7 separate regions of the Mus musculus genome follow, and regions 2, 3, 4, 5, 6 and 7 are each linked to region 1. Evidence: chromatin contacts called from public HiCAR-type and promoter capture Hi-C data. All regions are on one chromosome and are shown on one strand. The core of a region is the stretch at or near the end of the contact, and the rest is flanking DNA. Distances in the headings are between cores, read along the strand shown. Region 1 holds the start of Chaf1b (chromatin assembly factor 1, subunit B (p60)). Region 2 holds the start of Dnajc28 (DnaJ heat shock protein family (Hsp40) member C28). Region 3 holds the start of Ifnar1 (interferon (alpha and beta) receptor 1). Region 4 holds the start of Paxbp1 (PAX3 and PAX7 binding protein 1). Region 5 holds the start of Gart (phosphoribosylglycinamide formyltransferase). Region 6 holds the start of Synj1 (synaptojanin 1). Region 7 holds the start of Tmem50b (transmembrane protein 50B).

What was found. Promoter capture Hi-C pulls out the DNA fragments that hold promoters and counts their contacts. HiCAR-type assays count read pairs that join an accessible place to other places. Capture Hi-C pulls out chosen DNA fragments and counts their contacts.
Region 2: a promoter capture Hi-C map of pre-B cells shows a contact between it and region 1, with 5 times the contacts expected there. The contact joins the promoter of Dnajc28 here to the promoter of Chaf1b in region 1. A contact is called at or near these places in 4 of 39 promoter capture datasets (embryonic stem cells, hippocampal neurons, liver and 1 more) and 1 of 115 datasets of contacts at active chromatin or transcription factors (embryonic forebrain).
Region 3: a HiCAR-type map of astrocytes shows a contact between it and region 1, with 4 times the contacts expected there. The contact joins the promoter of Ifnar1 here to the promoter of Chaf1b in region 1. A contact is called at or near these places in 2 of 39 promoter capture datasets (embryonic stem cells and hippocampal neurons) and 1 of 115 datasets of contacts at active chromatin or transcription factors (astrocytes).
Region 4: a promoter capture Hi-C map of liver shows a contact between it and region 1, with 3 times the contacts expected there. The contact joins the promoter of Paxbp1 here to the promoter of Chaf1b in region 1. A contact is called at or near these places in 1 of 39 promoter capture datasets (hippocampal neurons) and 2 of 9 other capture datasets (adipose tissue and liver).
Region 5: a promoter capture Hi-C map of liver shows a contact between it and region 1, with 2.6 times the contacts expected there. The contact joins the promoter of Gart here to the promoter of Chaf1b in region 1. A contact is called at or near these places in 1 of 39 promoter capture datasets (embryonic stem cells), 4 of 115 datasets of contacts at active chromatin or transcription factors (embryonic forebrain, large pre-B cells, pro-B cells and 1 more) and 2 of 9 other capture datasets (adipose tissue and liver).
Region 6: a promoter capture Hi-C map of hippocampal neurons shows a contact between it and region 1, with 5 times the contacts expected there. The contact joins the promoter of Synj1 here to the promoter of Chaf1b in region 1. A contact is called at or near these places in 1 of 39 promoter capture datasets (hippocampal neurons) and 1 of 9 other capture datasets (adipose tissue).
Region 7: a promoter capture Hi-C map of embryonic stem cells shows a contact between it and region 1, with 2.8 times the contacts expected there. The contact joins the promoter of Tmem50b here to the promoter of Chaf1b in region 1. A contact is called at or near these places in 2 of 39 promoter capture datasets (embryonic stem cells and hippocampal neurons) and 1 of 484 Hi-C or Micro-C datasets (B cells).

Annotation. Positions count from the first base shown.
Region 1 is chr16:93,882,472-93,885,171 of GRCm38.p6, forward strand. It overlaps Chaf1b (chromatin assembly factor 1, subunit B (p60)), which reads left to right and starts at 1,430. Exons shown (of 14, transcript NM_028083.4): 1 at 1,430-1,504; 2 at 1,995-2,150. The coding sequence starts at 2,025.
Region 2 is chr16:91,617,596-91,620,295 of GRCm38.p6, forward strand. It overlaps Dnajc28 (DnaJ heat shock protein family (Hsp40) member C28), which reads right to left and starts at 1,404. Exons shown (of 2, transcript NM_138664.2): 1 at 1,163-1,404.
Region 3 is chr16:91,483,774-91,486,473 of GRCm38.p6, forward strand. Ifnar1 (interferon (alpha and beta) receptor 1) reads left to right here and starts at 1,442. Exons shown (of 11, transcript NM_010508.2): 1 at 1,442-1,643. The coding sequence starts at 1,571.
Region 4 is chr16:91,042,961-91,045,660 of GRCm38.p6, forward strand. Paxbp1 (PAX3 and PAX7 binding protein 1) reads right to left here and starts at 1,419. Exons shown (of 18, transcript NM_026110.2): 1 at 1,046-1,419. The coding sequence starts at 1,394.
Region 5 is chr16:91,645,560-91,648,259 of GRCm38.p6, forward strand. It overlaps Gart (phosphoribosylglycinamide formyltransferase), which reads right to left and starts at 1,413. Exons shown (of 22, transcript NM_010256.2): 1 at 1,325-1,413. It overlaps Son (Son DNA binding protein), which reads left to right and starts at 2,265. Exons shown (of 12, transcript NM_178880.4): 1 at 2,265-2,425. The coding sequence starts at 2,349.
Region 6 is chr16:91,009,971-91,012,670 of GRCm38.p6, forward strand. It overlaps Synj1 (synaptojanin 1), which reads right to left and starts at 1,338. Exons shown (of 32, transcript NM_001164483.1): 1 at 1,123-1,338; 2 at 54-199. The coding sequence starts at 1,220. It overlaps 4930404I05Rik (RIKEN cDNA 4930404I05 gene), which reads left to right and starts at 1,279. Exons shown (of 3, transcript NR_028368.1): 1 at 1,279-1,349.
Region 7 is chr16:91,596,257-91,598,956 of GRCm38.p6, forward strand. Tmem50b (transmembrane protein 50B) reads right to left here and starts at 1,424. Exons shown (of 7, transcript NM_030018.3): 1 at 1,326-1,424.

The DNA.
Region 1 (2,700 bases), core at 180-2,679:
CCCATACCCACAGTGACACACCTACTCCAACAAAGCCACACCTTCTAATAGTGCCACTCCTTGGGCAAACCATATACAAGCCATCACAGTATGTATGCATGTGCACCATATGTGTGCCTGGTGCTTTTGGAGGTCAGAAAAGGGTGTTGGGTTAACTGGAACTGTGTCATGATCCACCATGTGGGTTCTGGAAACTGAACCCAGGGCCTTGACCAAAGCAGCCAGTGCTCTTACATGCTGAGTCCTCTCCAGCTCTTGAGATCATTTCTTTATAAAAACCCAACTTTCGCCGGGCAGTGGTGGTGTATGGCTTTAATCTCAACACTTGAGAGGCAGAGACAGGTGAATTTCTGAGTTCGAGGCCAGCCTGGTCTACAGAATGAGTTTCAGGACAGCCAGGGCTGTACAGAGAAACCCTGTCTTGGAAAAAAAAAAAAACAAAAACAAAAACAAAAACAAAAAAAACCTTAACTTTCATATGCTGGCCTGTAAGAAGTCAAAACCATAGGAGACAAGAATCTTTAAAAAATATGTGACATTATTGAGAAGGTCATGGTGGATAAATTAACCATTACATAATTGGAATGGAAGTTCCTACACATTCATGAGGCTGGCCTCAATCTTGCTGTGTAGTTAAGGTTGACCTTGAACTCCTGATCATCTTCCCATTTCCACCTTCAGAGTGTTGGGATTACCATCATAACAACCATTCTAGGCGTCTGTCACATCGCTAAGAGAGGGCGAAGGCATTGCTGTTTTATTGACATTTTGAAACTCCAGAGCCATTTTGAGATATTTGGTGGGGCAGGACAGCTCTCAAATATCCACTGCCTGGGACACTCTTATTTGGTTATATTAGATGAGTCCCAAAGTTTCCCATCTGCCCTATAAGAAATGTTATATATTTTTTGTTTAGTCTTTAGTTCAGGCTGGCCTGGAACTCTCTGTAGCTGAGGATAACCTTCCTCTTAGGGTCCTCTGGAGTGCTGAGATCACCGGCAGGGGCTGGTGACAGAACCGCTGCTGTTGGCTAAGCGTGCAATCAGCTGCCTGCGTCTCTAGTCCCGCTTTTCTTTCTAGACCGTAAATTCCAGGCGGGAAGATCTGTCCGATGAGCATGTGACACTGACGCGTGGTAGGTAGGACGTCTTGCATCTCGGGTTAGCACGTCAAAGCTGGACGAGCCTGGACTCCTCCGAGGCGCGGGAATGGGATTCCCAGTCCCGCCCAACAGGAGCCACGAGCCGCGACAGCCCCGCCCACGAGAAAGAAAAGAGCCCAGAGCTCCGCCCACCGGAAGCCAAGGTGCCGGGAGATTGCTGGCCACTGGGAGGAGGGATGCCCTGGACCCTCCCATTCAGAGACTTTGTCTTGTGACAGCCCCGCCCACGCGGAGGCGGGACGCCCCGGAACTCCGCCCCGAGGAGGCGTGACCGGAGGCGTGGCCTGCGGCGCGCGGGAAGCTGCGGGCTGTGGCGGCCCCGGGTGGACCGAGTTACTGCAGGTAGGTTTGCTGATACCCGGCTTCCGCGCTTCTGACCTGGGTTGGGCTGCAGCTCCTCACCGGGGCCGTGAGTTCTGATCTCAGCGCGGGCGCAGGCAGAAGGCAGTTCGTCCCAGACCACAGTCCCCACCGGGACCGGGACTCGCGCGCCTTCCGCCAGGCCGGGTTGGGCCGCCCGGACCCGCGCCCCTCCCCGTGAACTCCCTCCCTTGCTGCTCCCCGGGATGATAGCCAGTACTCCGGTACCGGTCTCTGGGACCCCACCTCAACACGATGCTCTGTGCTGCCCGTCCTCGCCTCCGTCTGGGGTGTTTGGTTTCTTTCTCTTCCGGAACCGTACACTGGTGGAAGTCTCTCTACCTGCGGGAGCATTTTAGCTGAAGATTGCAGGTGTCTGAGCCGTCGGCGTCGCTAATGGCTTCTGTGCTCTTTCCCCGGCTCGCCCTTCATGTTCCAGGGTCGCTGTTTAACTCTTTGCTAACGTTTCCAGCCTCCCTTTGCCTGGCGGAAACTCTGGAGGATGAAAGTGATCACGTGTGAAATCGCCTGGCACAACAAGGAGCCAGTGTACAGCCTGGACTTCCAGCATGGGGCAACCTGGAAGATCCACAGGCTGGCATCCGCGGGGGTGGACACCGCCGTCAGGGTAAATGGACAGGCGGGAGGATACGGGGAGGTTCTACGCGGAGCTCACGTTTTCATTCCTTTGTTTAAAACTGAAGGCAGCAACTCAAGTCGGGTTGCCACCTAGTCCAGTGTACTAAGTTCTGAGGCCTGGGGAAAGCAAGGAATGCTGAGAAGATTAGCTTTCTTAACATTTGCTACATTGTTTTTGTTTGTTTTGTTTGTTGTTTCAAGACAGGGTTTCTCTGTGTAGCCCTGGCTGTCCTAGAACTCTGTAGACCAGGCTGACCTCGAACCCTCTGACTCCCAAGTGCTGGGAATAAAGGCGTGGGCCACCACGGCCCGGCTATTTGCTACATTGTTACAAGTGGGTTCTCAGTATTTTAGAATACTAAACTAGGAAGAGCTCTGTGGTGCCAGGCATGTATCCCCAATACCCATACGGTACAGATCTGAAGTTTGAGATTCTCAACAGTAGTGAGTTTGAGTCCAGCCTGGGCTAGGTGAGACCTTGTCTCAAAATAGTAATACTGAGCCTAGCTCCTGTGCTCTGTGCTTTGCCCATTTGCTCT
Region 2 (2,700 bases), core at 154-2,653, 2.3 Mb before region 1:
GCATTGGACACACATGGTGCACAGCCATAGTGTAGGCAAAACACCATATGTATATAAAAAAGAAAGTCAGTTCTTTGTAACAATGTTGCTAAACAAGAATATATAAGTATCTATGACTTTTCTTGGTGCAGCTAGAAAATGACAGTGATGTTTGGCTATCACATAGTGTGACAGGAACTGAAGTCTACTGCTTGAAGACAGGGTTTCTCTCTGTGTAGCTCTGGTTGTTCTGGACTCACTTTGGAGACCAGGCTGGCTTCAAACATAGAGAGATCCACCTGCCCCTGCCTTCCATGTTCTGGGATTAAAGACATGCATACCTCCGCCCGGATCCAATGCACAGAATTTTAGATCTAGAAAGTTGTTAAAACTCATCTAACCTAATTTTCTCATTTTATAAGAAAACGGGTCCAGAAGGTTAAGCAACTCTTAAGGTTAACCAAAGAACTTACATTACCAGGTACTGCAAATGGTTAGGTTTGGGGCACAGTAAAGCTTAACTGCTTTTTGCTTGTTTGTTTTTGAGATAGGGTCTCTCTACATAGCCCTGGCTGTCCTGGGACTCATTATGTAGACCAGGCTGGACTTGAACTCACAGAGGTCAGCCTGCCTCTGTCTCCTGAGTGCTGGGACTAAAGGAGAGCATCCAAGCCCCACACTTGGCTTAGCTATACTCAGCAAATTACACATTTCCCTGAGCACAATTTGTGTTGTTGTTTTGTTTTGCATACAGTGTAGAATGGTCGTCACCATTTCCAAGTATCTAACTTGCTGCATATCAAACAGGGAACATACAGACCGGTACTCAGTGGGACACCAGATGGGACTGAGAATCAAGAATGCAAGCGACTTTAAGGTCTGCACCTCGCTATTTGCTAGGTGCCAGGGCAAGGAAGGGCGATAAAGGGTGAGAGAGCTTTTGCTGTATTTAAAAACGCATGGTCCTGTGGAAAAAGATACTGAACACTGACGAAAGGCAACGGAGTACTTACTGGAGGATTACTGATCCTTTGAATGTAAGGTGCGTTTTAGAAGTCATGGTAGCCCGATGTCACAATATAGGGGTCAGTGGATTTTAGAGTTGTCTGGGATGCCGGTGGTTATGCTCACCGTGGTGAGGGGTGCCTCAGAAGAGTGTCGGTCCGCTGCACCCCCTACTCACCTTCACAGACGTGATGGGGGTTCAGCGGCTCGAAGCTCAAGCTGCGCCTTTGCGCAGCACGCGTGGCCCGCTCCGTCCCTGTCTCGGCTACTGGACCCTCTGCCGCGCTACACTGCAGAGCCTTTCTTCATACCTTACTACGACAGGTAGTTTCCCTCACCAGGGACAGCGATCTCTTTCTTATAAAACCATCCCCCACGGAACAGAGGACAGACTCCCCTGGACGCTTGTTGTTGTGCCGGGGGCGATAGGCCCCGCCTCTACCCGCTTTCGAGGGCAGGGTTCGGCCGATTTGGATTGTGGGAAATGTAGTTCTCCGGCAGGTGCAGAGTAGAGGCATTAGGGCCTGGAGAGGAGTTATGGCTTGTGATAGATTTGTGACCCCAACGTGTATGTAATTTGAAGAGCACTGACCTCAGTAAATTGTTTTAAATGGAGGAAGATTAGGCCGTTTGCCTCTATGGGACACCTGCACCGTCAGTAGGCTTCTTTAAGCCTAGAAAGATGGTCTTTCCTTCAACCAAGTTTGGATTAAAGGTGTGCGCCACCACTGCCTGGCCCAGCCAAGTTTGTTTGGGTGGATGGCTCTTGTTTTTTGACACTGTCTCCCTTAGCCCAGGCTGGCCTCACACTCGCTATGTAGTAAAGAGGGATTTTGGGTTGCACATCCTCCATGCTTCCGTTTTCCAGGTGCTGGGATTACACAGTAAAATTGCTACTTGTTTATGGAATGTTGGGGATATAAAACCAAGGGCTTATGCATGCAAGGCAAGTTCTGTCAGGGCTCTGCGTATTGTACGATACCTCACCCCATTGAGCACCGCACATAGCCAGGGGTTGGAAAAGAAGGGAAAAATGTGTCTTTGGTTTTATTTTATTCTTTATTATTTTATTTTTATTAATTATTATTATTTGGTTTTTTTGAGACAGGGTTTCTCTGTGTAGCCCTGGCTGTCCTGGAACTCACTCTGTAGACCAGGCTGGCCTTGAACTCAGAAATCCACCTGCTTCTGCCTCCCAAGTGCTGGGATTCCCTGCCTCTTGTCTCTTGAATGGTTAAAGACATGTCACCGCACTCCATCCTAAAGATACAGTTTTAAAAAAATTAGCGGCACACTTTTAATCCCAGCATATAAAGGCAGAGTCAGGTGGATCTCTGTGAGTTTGAGGCCAGTCTAGTCTGAAACTCTGTAGACCAGGCTGGCCTTGAACCCACTTGCCTCTGCCTCCCAAGCGCTGAGATGAAAGGTGCGTGCCACATCTGGCTTTGAAAATCTTATTACACCGGTTATGTTTTGTATGTGTAGTTTCGTGTTTTGTATGCTGTGGTCTCTACTGGTGGAGTTGGTTGTCTGCTTCTGTCGTGTGGATCCTGGTGGTCAAGCTTGAATGAAGGTAGAGTCTTTACAGGTTGGGCTATCTCAATCTTGAATAACTAATGTGTATATAGTAGCCGCTCACACTCAATGTGTCTAAATAGTATTCTGTTGTGACCATCATGAGAGCCAAGCATTGTGGGAGTTTGGCTGTGCTGCCTG
Region 3 (2,700 bases), core at 192-2,691, 2.4 Mb before region 1:
TCATGAAGTTACAGAGCTGAACATCAAGGGAGACTATCTGTGCATCACACAGGCTACAGGATGGGCAAAAAGCCTGTCCAGCTATACCTCAGACAAGGCTCTGATATCTCAAATTCATAAAGAACTTCAGAAAATAAGGAAATGAATCTACCAGGAACAAATGGCCCAATAAATCGAACACAGTTTTCAAACGCTGAAATATGCACCCAGTAACTATCTTTAAAGAACTTAATGTCCTGAGCCACCAGCAAAATGCACACTGACACTGCTTTGCCATTCTACCCCACCCTAGTCAGAATGGCTGACAAGAAATCTGACGAATGATGGTGAGGAAGCAGAGAGGAACTCTTTTTTTTTTTTTTGAGACAGGGTTTGTGTGTGGAGCCTTGGCTGTCCTGGAACTCACTCTCTAGTCCAGGCTGGCCTCGAACTCAGAAACCGCCTGCCTCTGCCTCCCAAGTGCTGGGATTAAAGGCATGTGCCACCACGCCCGGCATAACAAATAAGTTTCTTACTTTTTTTTTTTTTTTTTTCTTTTTTTGGTTTTTCGTGACAGGGTTTCTCTGTATAGGCCTGGCTGTCCTGGAGCTCACTTTGTAGACCAGGCTGGCCTCGAACTCAGAAATCCGCCTGCCTCCGCCTCCCGAGTGCTGGGATTAAAGGCGTGCGCCACCACGCCCGGCCCAACAAATAAGTTTCTTTATAAGATAGTAATCAGACAGAGACGGAGTTAAGGGGGTAGAGAGAGGGCTCAGTGGTTTAAGGGCACGTGCAGAGGACTGGCGTACAAACATGGTAGCTCGGAAGATCAGTAACTTTAATACCAGGGTATCTGCGCTCTACTGGCCTCCATGGGTACCAGGCACGCATATATGTACGGTGCACATATATGCATGCATGCATGCATGCAAAACACTCATACACATAAAACCAGCCTAAAACCACATTATTAGACAAAAGATCCAAACGCTGCATAATTCAAAACCCAAAGATTGAGCGAGTCACAACAGCAAACCATCCCACAAAATCAGGGAATCAAGTATAAAGATCTTGTGCAGTTGAGATAAAAGTGTTGCCGGCGCCTTCCAGGTCCCAGAGTCATTTGATCCACGGCCTCCAGGGATCCCCACACCAGGATTCGAGCCAGTGGACTAGTAACCCCCGGGGCAACGCCTCCGAACCCCCTCCGGACAAAAACAGGAAGCTGAGCCCGGAAGGAGGAGGGGCTGCGCAGGCGCACTGACTGCACCCCGCTTTCCTCTCAGGAGTCTAAGGACAATGCTGGGCAGTCTTTCCGGAAGTGGGGGCGGAGCGTGGCAGGGACCTCAAAGTCCCCAGGCCTTGACTGGACCGCGCCCGGTACTTTCCGAGCCGCTTGCTCGCGGAGAGAGCGTGGCGTCAGCGGAGAAGCTGTGCTGGGTGGAGGGGCGGGGGCGTTCACGGAAGGGGCGGGGCGCTGGAGGGGGCGGGGCGTCGCGGAGGGCCTAGCTGCCCAGAGGTAGTCTCCAGCTCCGCGGTGCTGCTGAGGAGAAGGAGGAGAATGTGAGCCGCCGCCCGGCCTCCCAAGACGATGCTCGCTGTCGTGGGCGCGGCGGCCCTGGTGCTGGTGGCCGGGGCGCCTTGGGTGCTACCCTCAGCTGCAGGTGAGCCGAGGGGCCTGTGCGAGGGCCGGGCACCATGGAGGGAGAGCTGGGCGCGGGTGACCAGAGTCCGCGACGCCCGCCCCCTGCGCCGCTCTTCAGCCTGAGGACGCTACCCGGGCCGAGCCTCAGGGCTGCTGGTGGGCGGGAGACCAGACAGCAGCAGAAATGCGCTCCCAGCCTAGTGCGGTTTGTCCCGGGCTGAGAGGAGTGAGGTGAGAGGCCCCCTAACCGGCCCGAAGTCAAAACCAGGAAACCACTGGGCTAGTTACATCGGGAGAATGCCCACTAAGGGGAGAGACAAGAGTTTTCATAGTGATGTGAGGAACCTAAAAAAGACGACCTAGCCTCACTCCTGGAGGAAAGTTCTGATTCCTCTTAGAAATCTGTATATCTGGGAAGTAAGTGATTGCCCCAAGTCTCACCCCGAAGATGGCCCATTTCTGGCTAGACGTGCATGATGTACATGCAGGCAAAGTGGTCACACATATACAGTAAATCGGAAAAAGACTATTATGAACAGAATACTGTAACTGCTACAAATGCTCTTGGGTCTTTTGTTAATCTCATGAGCACATTTGCTGCTCTTTCTGCACAGAATCAGTAAATCCCAACAGTTGGACTGGAGATCAAGCTAAGAGGATACGGATAACAGGATAGAGTCAGTTTAGGGATGACATCAAAGACTCCGTTGGTGGTACTGGAAGTGTGGCTCAGTGGTAGTGTGCACTTAGCATAGACAGCACTGAGAAACTGACAACTCAGAGTGGGGAGACTTGATGGATAGCTCCTGGTGGCTGAAAAGAAAGAAATTCAGACATCTCAGATGCATCCTCTTACATAGGATGTAACTAGAGGCAGTTCTGTAACCCTCTGGAGTAGAAGCTTGACAGGCGACATGACATGATAGTCTGAGGCAGAAGTTTTCAAAACAGGAGATAACAGTGGAGCCAGACATAGCGTTAAAGGACACTTTTTAAAGTTAAAGCCTCGTTCGGGCTGGAGAGGCGGCTCACAGGTAAGAGCACTTATTGCTCTTGCAGAGGGACCTGGATTGGTT
Region 4 (2,700 bases), core at 169-2,668, 2.8 Mb before region 1:
TAGTATAGAGGCTCTGTTTCAACAAAACATAATTAAAACAAACAAAAAATAGTATCAATTCCAGAAACTAAATGAAAATTTTAGTGAGTAACCCAAGGAACTTCAAAATTGTTAAATTTTGGCATATTTCACCCATCTCAGGATAAAAAAGTATTTAGAATGCTTCCTTAAAACATTAAGTCAAGAAACCTAAAACAATACACCCCAAAGTTATTCTGCCAAGTCTGAATAACTCTGGTCACAATAACAGTTATTTCAAAATTATGCCTAGAGTAAATCATTTTGCAAAACTAAGTTTCGAGTGACTTAGCCCTCATCTTTAATTTGAAAATCCAAGTCAAGAACAAGACATTTCAAACAATGCAAAACCTGGTCTGTATCTCCTTCAAACAAAATTCCAGAGAGGTCAAAGATAATTCACCCATCTTTCTAGAATCACGAAAGCATGACGCAAGACCTTCGAAAATCATCCAATTTTTCCTAACATGATGTTGAGGTACAAGTAAAATCGAAATCCCCTGCAGCCTGGTCCCTCTTCTGCTTCAAGAGCCAATGCCACAGCGGACATCTGCTCCTCCCATTTACTTCTACAGAGAAACCGAGACTGGACAACAGCAAGGGAGCGATTGGATCAAGGTCACCGGGAGCCAGGGCTGCAGCCCCAGAATTGTTCCCAGCCCTGGTTTCGGTCCTCCTCTTTAACAATCCGGCCTTCTTAATCAAGGAGGCCTAAACCGAGACGCCAACAAGCCGCAGGTACAGAGGCCTGCAGACGACTAAGAGCAGGCAGTTAACCAAGAGACTCAGGCTGCCTGCAACTCGCAAGGTAGGAAACGGGTCCACGGAGCATCGAGCCTTCTCCTCCACTCAGGATGGCTGATCAGGGCTCTGACAGCCGGAGGAGGGACTGCACAGGCCGTAGACTTGGCTGGTGGCAGCGCGGGAACACAACCCCAGGCAGATCCGGAGGCCGGAGGTGGGGAAAGGGGCGCGGCGCCCGGGCGAGCACGGGCTTGGGGTCCGCGTGGGCCGGGCCGGGGCTTACCTTCCTCCTCGTCTTGGAAGCTGAGCAGGCTGGCCCTGGGCACCTCTTTGTTCTCGCGAGGCCTCTTGCGCGGCTTCAGCCCATTGCCGGGCTCCGCGCCGCCGGAGATGCCGCCCCCGGCCTCAGCGCCGAGGCCCGGGTGGTGCGCGGAGGGCGGCGGCGGCAGCGGCCCCGGGCCCAGGAGCGACTCCCCCGCGGGGGCCCGGTCGCCGCCGCCAGGGCCGGGCTCTTCTCCCGAGGCCGGCGGGGGCAGCAACGGTGGCGGCTCCTGCTCCTCATCGCGCTCCCGCTCCTCCTCCTCCGAGTCGTTCCGCTTGCGCACGTTCACCCGCCGGGCCTTTCGGAACATCCCAGCCGCCGTCACCGCGCTCTCACAGCCGCTCGCTGACTGAGAGGACGAGGGAGCGCGGAGACCACCGCCACGCACGCGCAGTCGCAAGAGTTCCCCCCCACCAGCCGGGTCGTCGCGGCTCTGGCTAGCTATCGCGCCGCCTCGATTGCGCATGCGCCTGGGCTCTCCTCGCGCCCCACTACTTGGGCGGAGTCTCTTTGCACTGCCCTCTAGCGGCGCGGGGGACTGTTGGCATGGTACCCTCCGACTCCAGTGTTGTTCCAAAGGTCACAAAGAGGATCATCGAGATGAGAGGAGCGAGTGTAGTCTGTCGTCTCGGAGCGTGTTGCTGCAATGCGTCTTCCGCGCTTATACGGAGCCGTTACGTGTGGCAGCCTCCCTCCCACTCAGTGCCTGCAGGGTAAACAGAGGCGGGAGGCCGGGGAGAAGCGGAGGGACGAGTCAGTTGACTTGAGCTTGGGAAGGGAAAGTGCATCTCCATGGTTAATATGCCTCTTAATAACGCGAGGCGATGCTAGCAGATATCGTCTACAGATCAGAAACTCCATTAATACTTGCCATCTCTACAGCTTTATCAACGCAAACACTCTCAAAGGCGTGGGAGCACACACGTTAAATCCCAGCAGCACTGGGGAGGTGGAGGCAAGGCGATCTCTGAGTTCGGTGCCGGCCTGATGTACATAAGGAACTCCAGAATGGCCAAGGCTATGTAGGGAAACCCTCACTGTCTGGGGAAGACAGAACCAGAGATGATACATCTCCCTGCTGCCGCAGCCATTCCCAGGAGAGCGAGGTGTTTTCGGGTGGCTTGGTAAGAAAGCCAAGTTAGGTAGCAACTATTTTAACTATTTTACGAAGCATAGTGAATTTCTGAAACAAGCGGAAGGAAGATTTGTCTTATTTTCAGACTATATCACAGAGGGCAAATCTGAACCTTGGCGGCCTTAAAGAGATTGCATGAGCCGGGCGGTGGTGGCGCGCACCTTTAATCCCAGCACTCGGGAGGCAGAGGCAGGCGGATTTCGGGAGTTCGAGGCCAGCCTGGTCTACAAAGTGAGTTCCAGGATAGCCAGAGCTATACAGAGAAACCCTGTCTCGAGAAACAAACAAACAAACAAACAAAAAGATTGCATGAGGTTGAGCTAACACACAGGTTACCCAGTTCATAACCAAAGTTGAATCTTTTCTTTCTCTCGAGCATATCAGGATGCGTGGGTAGAAGTGTTTGTGAAATTATTTACATGTTTCAAAACCCGCCAAAAGAACGGGATTGGAGAGGTGAATATTGCAGTTTCGAACCAGA
Region 5 (2,700 bases), core at 163-2,662, 2.2 Mb before region 1:
TTTAAGAAAAAAAGGTGTGTGTGTGTGGGGGGGGGGGGGCTGGAAAGATGGCTCAGTGGTTAAGAGCACTGATGAGGTCCTGAGTTCAATCCCCAGCAACCACATGGTGGCTCACAACCATGTGTAATGGGATCCAATGCCCTCTTCTGGTGTGTCTTCAGACAGTTACAGTGTACTCACATACATAAAATAAACAATTCTTTAAAAAAAAATATTGTATACTACAAAGTACCCAGAAATAGGAAGTACTAATTTGCTATGTGTTGTTACTTCATATACCTAATTGATACCTATTGCTTAGAATAGAAGCCTTGTGTTCAAATTCTAGCACCAATAAAAGGAGGGGGGGGAGCAAAGATATTATCAAGATATTTACTTATGTAGAAGATGGTTACGGAAAGAAGAAAACTGAAATATGTAAATTCTAAATTGATCCTTTACTTTGGGATTACATATTTAAGGAAAACCCAAGCAGACTGGTAAGGTTAAGAACACTTAGTTCTCTTGCAGAGGGCTGGGGTTTAGTCTCCCAGCACCCACAAGGTGGCTCACAAACATCCTAATCTGGGTCTGGAGACTGAATGCTTTCTTCCGGCTTCTTTGGGGCGTTCATTGTATGCACGTGGGCACAAACATACATGTAAGGGACAACGCTCCTACACATAAGATAGACTTTAGTTCAATTCTGTGTCATTTTCTTAGAGAAATAGCTGAAGCCATTAAACTTTTTAAAAAATCTAACTTGAATAAGAAAGCAGTGCAAGAAGACAATTTTCATTTTACTAGTCAGGATCTGTGAAATAGCAGGACTGGTCTCTTCACCAGCAGCGGCTGGGTGCCTGGGCTCCGGTGTCAAGGCCTTACTAGCCGGGAGACTCGGAGAGTCTTTTGTAACTTCTTGGGTGTCAGTTAACTAACAGGCAATTTATAGCGAGAACAAGAGAATAGGGTAAGGAGAGAATAAAAGAATCGGTTAAAACCACTTCCAAATATTTGTTTTGAAAAAGTAGAAACCAAATACGAAAGTGGTCCAGGTAAATGGTTAGTTACTGTGATAAAACTAGAGCGGATAAAAAAACCATCGGTGTACAGGGTCTGTCTTTACAAGGCAGAGATGCACAGAAACCTGGACCCGGCCTCAGAATTAGAAAGCTGGGAAAGAACTACCTGGCCGACCTCCATCAAGGCCGTGCAAAGCACGTGGGCTTTTCGCCAGTCACGCCAGTTTCGTTTCAAGAGTAGCACCGGTCGCTGAGGTTAAACCCATGGGTCAAAGCGTTTAGGCAGTCCACGCATCATCTTAAGAACTAAGGCATTCACGCACCTGCAAGCCCCGCCACGCAGCTCCGGCTCGCACCCGCCACTCGCACCCGCCGGAAGTTGGCCCGGGGAATCCAGCGCGCCCCGGCCTCTGCCCCGCCTCCGATGGACTCGGCTGCTCATTGGCCGCAGCCCGCCTAGGTCCCCGCCCGCGAGGCGACCCGTGGGGGTTCCTCCCGCCTTAGGGTGCGGTCGGAGCCCGCTGCCTAGCCGGGCTCAGAATCCCTGGCACCACGATTAGAGCTGATGATGCTCGTCAGGGGCTGTCACTTAAGGTCCCTGCGTTTACCCCAGAGCCTCCTACACTGGGGGCAGAGCCGAGGCTGCCTGACTGTGGCTGCTCACCAAGCGCCAGGGCGGAGCGGCCAGGGCTGGACTCCGGAGCAGCTCAAGCGCACTGCGTTTAGAACGCAGGTCGCTCAGACGCTCCAGCCTTTGCTAAAAACTACGCGAGGCCGGTTATAGCAAGCATCGAGGCAGAATGGGAATGGCTCCTTTCCAACTCATAGTGGGGACGCGGGACGGGGATTTCTTTCTCATGCACGTCTCCCTGACCAAAGTAAACTTGGCGCTTGCAACAAACGCGTTCGAGCTCCGTGCCGGACAAGCCGAGGCTTTTCTCGTCCCCCAGCTTTTTTTTTTTTCCATGGCCTCTAATCTCAGGCATTTACTCCCTATAGAAAGCCTCTTAGGAGTCCCCGCAGGCTGAGGGGATCAACAGCCGAAGCTGTCGCGGTCGCCTCGGGAGCGACTTCTCCTGTAATGGCGCCTGCGTCAACCACTAACATGGCGGCCGAGTTCGTGCGCGGCGCAAACGTCAGCAGCTCTACCCCGGCGGCTCAGAAACAGCGGAGGAGAGCGGGCCGGTGTTCGCTGATTGGCTCGTGGGTGGAGCGAGCCCGTGCGGACGCTCCCTCACGAGCCAATCAGGAAAGGGATAAAAGGAATTGGCCGCTGCGCCTCCTCCCGAGGCATGCTGGGAGCCTGGAGGACTAGCGAGGAGTAGTTGAGAGAACGGAGCGGACGCCATGGCGGCCGACATCGAGCAGGTTTTCAGGTCTTTCGTGGTCAGTAAATTCCGGGAAATACAACAGGAGCTTTCCAGGTAAACGCTTCCCAGACTTTTCTGCTCCTCGCGGGCTGTTAGGGCTTCATCTAGCCTCCCGTGGCATCTTTCACGGAACGCCGTCGTTTCTCGGCTCAGGCCCCGCTACGGCCCCGCCTGGGCCTGGGATCCATTTTCCGCCCCCCCCCCCACCCCCCCAGTTCCCCGTTCGTTCCTTTCGCGAAAGATCGTCTCTTCCGCGGTGTCGCACACGCCGTTTCTTTCTTCCAGTTAAGACGGTCACCTTTCCCTCGTTTGGACACCCCCTACCCTCC
Region 6 (2,700 bases), core at 88-2,587, 2.9 Mb before region 1:
AGTTACAACCAAAACAGAGATCAGAATCGGGCAGGTGAAAACACGTGACTTACAGAGCACAGCCACAGCCCCAGACTCGAACATGAGACATTCTTCCTTATGCCTAGTTTCCACTATGAGGCTGAACGGTGGGGGATCCAATTTGTGGTAGATTCGAAATCCTTTGCTGAACGCCATTCTCCTTTCTTCAGAGGCAGCCCTGTGGAAACCAAGTCAATGCACCTGAGGTTTCCTTCTGCTGCAAGGACTGCTAGGCGTCCTCCTGAGGTCCCTCACTGACAAGTTTGATGGGGGTTGGGGGTAGAGAAAAAGAGAGCTCAGGGGTGAACGGTTTATTCCAAAAGATAAGGCGTCACCTTTTTTTTTTTTTTTCTTAACCAAAAGGCAAAAGGAAACGCGTCCAGTTCTCAAGATACGGCAGGACAAGGCAGGGGTTTTTAGCACCGTCGGTCCTGATTTGGATAAGGTGGATTTCCCATTTAATTTATGTTTCCCCAAAGGGAAAATCTGTAGCGTATTTTCAGTTGGGGTTGTTTATCGGCTTCCTGCTTCACGATCTGTCACTACGGGAAGGGAACTGATGGGGAAACTTCAAGCCGATCCCTAGGCGGAATGGGCAAGGGGATGGGAGGGAAGGTTAATCAGGCTGATTCAAAGCTCCTGAGGGGGCCGGAGAGGGACGGGATTATCACACCGCGGACTCTCCAGGGCGGCGGCGAAGGGCAGGGAAAGCCACACAGGTGACTGCCGCCTCCTGCCCAGTCACGAAGCTCACCGTGACGAATGGATCCCACCGCCACTCAACGAGATCCCGGGGAGCCGGGGGGAACTGAGGCACCGGGCGCTTCAGCGCCTCCATTACGCACCGCCAGAGATACCCGGGAGCCTGTGCCGACGGGGTCCTTTCCCGCCCGCTGGGTGACAGCCGCTGTCACGGCAAGCCACCCGCAGCCCCGGGGTCTCCACACAACCCGCCGCCCTCGGCCCTCGGCCGCCTCTCACCGCTTGCGACCCGGCTGCGACGGCCGCCACCGCTCAGGAAGCGTCCACCCGGCCGGCCGGCTGCCCCTGGGTAGAGCCCGGGCCGCTCCCCGCCCCCCGCCCTCCCGCCCGCTGCCTCACCTCTTCCTCCGGCTCCTCCTCCTCCTTCTCCCGCAGCCTCCGCCGCTACAGCCGCCCGAAGCGTCACTTCCGCTCCAGCAGGTCCAGCTCTTCCGCATTGCGCCGCTGCCCAGGCGGAAGGCCCGCCCCTTAGGGTGAAAGGGCGGAGCCGTTTCCGCCCACGCGGGACCGTGCTGCCGAGCAGGGCGCTTACTGGTCACCGGGTTCCTGCGGCCGCCGCGTCCTGGGTCCGTGAAGCGAGCCTCCGTCGCCCCGGGAGTGGGAAGGTGGCACGGCCAGGGGAGCCGGCAGAGGGAGGGTCCGTCCTCCTCGCGTGGAGCCCTGTAGCTCTGCCCTCCCCGCGGGCGACAGGGAGGGACTTCAGGAAAGAGCTGGGGGAGCCCGTGTTGATTCGTGCTCGAGTCGGGCATCAGGACCACCCCCTGCCGCCTCCGCAGACCTGATGGGCGATGGGCGAGTGCGAGGCGGGGGACGGTGTGCACCCCGCGCCGGCTGGGTGGCGCTCGAAGAGCTGTCCATGGTGTCTGTCGTCAGGGAGGCAGCAGGAGGCTGTTCCCTGGCTGTTTCAGTGTGTTCTCCGAGCTCCAGGGGCGATGGAAGAGTGCTCAACCGAATGCAGTGGAGAGTGGGGGAAGCCAGCAACCAGAAACTCCAGGCAGTCAAACAAAACATGGCTGTCACTGTCGATTTGCCAGCCGTGGAATTTTATAACTAAGGGCATCACACTGTTTCAAACTATCTTTTTAAACGAGACATTATGTCTAAAACTTGTGTCCAGCAGAATTATTCTGCCTATACTTCAGAGACAAAAATGGGAGGACATTGTAGTCCCTGGGGCTTTAGAGAGGAATTGAGAATCCAAGGAGCACGGCAATCATGTTCCATTTGCCTTTGCTTTCCCCTAGCCTCTTCCCCTTTTTACTTTCTTCCCAAAAGCACAATTTAAATATGACGTATTGCATAAAAACATTTCCTCTAACATGCTGTCATGTGACTCAACGCTTCTCTATTTTAGAGAAGACAAATCCACCCTAGTTTTAAAATATTAAAAGCAAACTAAACACAAGAGAAGCCACCTCCAGCCAAGGAGATACACACTTGGATTCAGTTCTTAGATCTTTTCACTTAGTCTCCTAAGAACAACTTTTACTTTTTTGTTGTGGTTACAGTAACCACAAGCTTATAATAACAATTGCTTGCTGTGAATTGTGGTTAGCCATTTTTCCCTCCCAAGAAGTGTCCATTTCAGGTGGGGACAGTCCTTTAAATAAAACAGGGATGTTTGAGAGTGGGATTTTTCTTAAGTGTGATGACTGTATATGACATGCACCGACAAAAACGGGTTCAGGAGAGCTGGCCACTGAATTGTAGTACTTTGGAGGTAGCTTTTGTTTTTTGAGACAAAGTAGCACAGAGCCCAGGCTAGTGTGCCAACCATACCTGGTTTACGTGGTGACAGACTGAACCCAAAGCTTCATGCGTACCAGGCAGGCATTCTACAAGCTGGGGGGCATCCCCAGCCCTAGGGATGAACCTTTTTATGACAACTGAAATTACCCCAAGTGGAGCTGTAATCAA
Region 7 (2,700 bases), core at 174-2,673, 2.3 Mb before region 1:
ACTGGAGCTGTAGACAAGACTGGCCTCACCTGCCTGAGTGCTGGGATTTAAGGCGTGCTGGAGGGTTTCACTTTTTATTTGCTGTTTCTGTATTGTCTGAAAACTTTACTTGATAATCTTCTTCAATGTTTATTACATTAAAAGACACATAAGGACTAAGCAAGATTGATTCTTTAATCAATTGACCCCAGTAGTGAATTTAGAAAACCAAAACCAAAACCAAACAACGCAATAGCGTTGAAGGCTGCTGTCTAGCTGATAGAGGAAGAATGGGGAGGATCAAAGGGTGTGTCTCCTGAAGAGGAAAAAACTACATCCTCACCCCGTTCCGATTAAACCTGCTTTTCTTGAAGCATCGCTATGCAAATTAACCTCTGGGTTTCATTTTTAGGATCAGGAAGTCTTTGAACACTATGCTCGTTTAAGTGTTTAAATTGCTTGGCTCTGGTTTTTGGAAGCCGCACACAGGTAGAAAAGACAAACGAGAAAGGAGGATGAGAAGCCTGGGAATAAGCGCCCCTGGAATTATCTAGAAATGGGATTTGTGGTACAAATAGGGTGAAGAGTTGGAGCGCGAAGGATGCACGGGGGGGTAGGGGGGTGGATGTTGTTGAGGGTGAGCATATCTACTCCAGCGAGAGGTTTGAATTCCCACGCCCCTCCTCCCATCGCAGCAGCAAGGTGGAAGAGCGAGCCCAGCCCTCTGCTGCTACGGTCGGAAAGGTCACGTATCTACCCACCTCTCAGGCTCAAGTACCTTCCAGTGGTGAAAACCAACTTACTGGCTAAAGACCAAAATGGCCTAGCCTACAACGACCACTGCTCTGCTACTTCTCTGAAAAGGCCACTCGCCACTTAGGATGAATTCCCAAAGACTTCCCTCCCTCTCCTCCCTCTCCTCCCTCTCCTCCCTCTCCCCCCAGCGCTTGCAGGATGGAGGGGAAAGTCAAGGATACAAGGACAGTTCCTGGCAACGGCTCCGAGCAAACGGGAGGGTCGCTCGTCCCCAGACGCTCGTGGGGCCTCGGTGGCGGCTGCGGCGGTGCCCCACAGGACCTCCATCCCCTACCGATCGCCTTGGGGACCTCCCCAGACTCAGGACGAGATGCGCGGCGGAGCGGCCTGCCTCGGCTGAGCGCGGGTCACGGCGGCGTCAGGGCCACGGGGCGCCGAGAGGACGCGGGCGCAGGCCGGGCCCCGCCGGTCGCCCGCGCGCTCCTTGGCACCGACACGGGCGGCGCCACAGAACCTCAGGCCGCGCCGGGCCGGCGCCCTGCGTTCGATCGGCAGATCACAGAAACCCGAGACCTGCCAACCGCACTCACCCGGCTACCTGCGAAGTCTACACCGAGCCCAGGCAGGAGCAGGGACGTCGAGGGCGCGCGTCTGTCCGGGAAGCAGCGGCCCGATCAACCTCAGTCCGGGAGCCGGGGGCCGGCGGCGGGCGGGAGGCCAGGGCGCCGGTGGGGCGGGGGCGAGGCGCCGTGCGCACCGCAGGAACCAATGGGATTGCAGCAAGTGGCCTGCGTGGGCGGGGCATAACCCCTGGAGGCGGGACCGGGACCTCAGAGGCGGAACGGGGCTGGACCCGTGCGCTCTGCGGAGACCAATCATAGTGCGACCGATTAGATAGAGGGCGGGGCTTGATTCCTGAGGGCGGGGCTGGCGCGGTGCTCTACCTGCGTCCTGGAGCTGAGGTCCGGACCTCTCCTGCTGCGGTTTGCGGTAGTAGTGTAAACTCAAGCGCCTCAGCATCGGTGAGAGCACCGGTACGGGGAACCCAAGCCTATTACGCAAGGTCCTCTTGCATATCAGCAGTTGAGCATTGTTCACCAGCTGCCGAGAGTCGAGAACGCACTCCAAGACGTTCAAAAACCAAGACCTCAGAAGATGAAGTTACAGGTCCAGGGATCCCAGTCAGTACTGGTTTTCTGAGGGTACCCGCAAAGCAAAGCTACATAGCTATTTCAGCCTGATTCCTTTTTCCGTCTATCCAAATAGATTTTTGGCTTGTTTTGGGAGCAAATCTTTACTTATCTCCTTTAGAGATACTGCCTCTGGATTTTTCAGCATAACTTCAAAAACCACATTTCCTACAGAATATAAATGCAGTTAAAGAAAGATGCAAAGTCCAAGTTACTACTACATTGAAGGTAAAAACACACTTCACCTAGATAGAGTAAAGCAAAAAGATTTTTGTGTCACGTAACTGTCACAAATGACATCCTGGATCCTGTTACTCCTGTAGTTCTTGTATATAATCTAGGATTTAGGTATTCAATAAATATTCACTGCATAAATTCCTTTTTGGAGTATGGGATTATGCACACACACTAACAAGCAAGAGGGGCAGCAGAAGGGAACATCTTTAGGTATCTGTCCCAGAGCTAGGGAATGTAGTTCAGTTGGTACATTATTTAGCCTTAAATACATAAGGCTCTGGCTTGTATCCCAAGCATCATATAAACAGGTGTGGTGATACATGCCTGTGATCCCTGCATTCCAAAATGTCTCAGCTTGGGTATGATCATGGTCTCAAGCATATTTCTATTTCCAGTCAGACTGGATTACACAGCAAATTCAAGACCAAACCGAGCCGGGCGTGGTGGCGCACGCCTTTAATCCCAGCACTTGGGAGGCAGAGGCAGGTGGATTTCTGAGTTCCAGGCCAGCCTGGTCTACAAAGTGAGTTCCAGGACA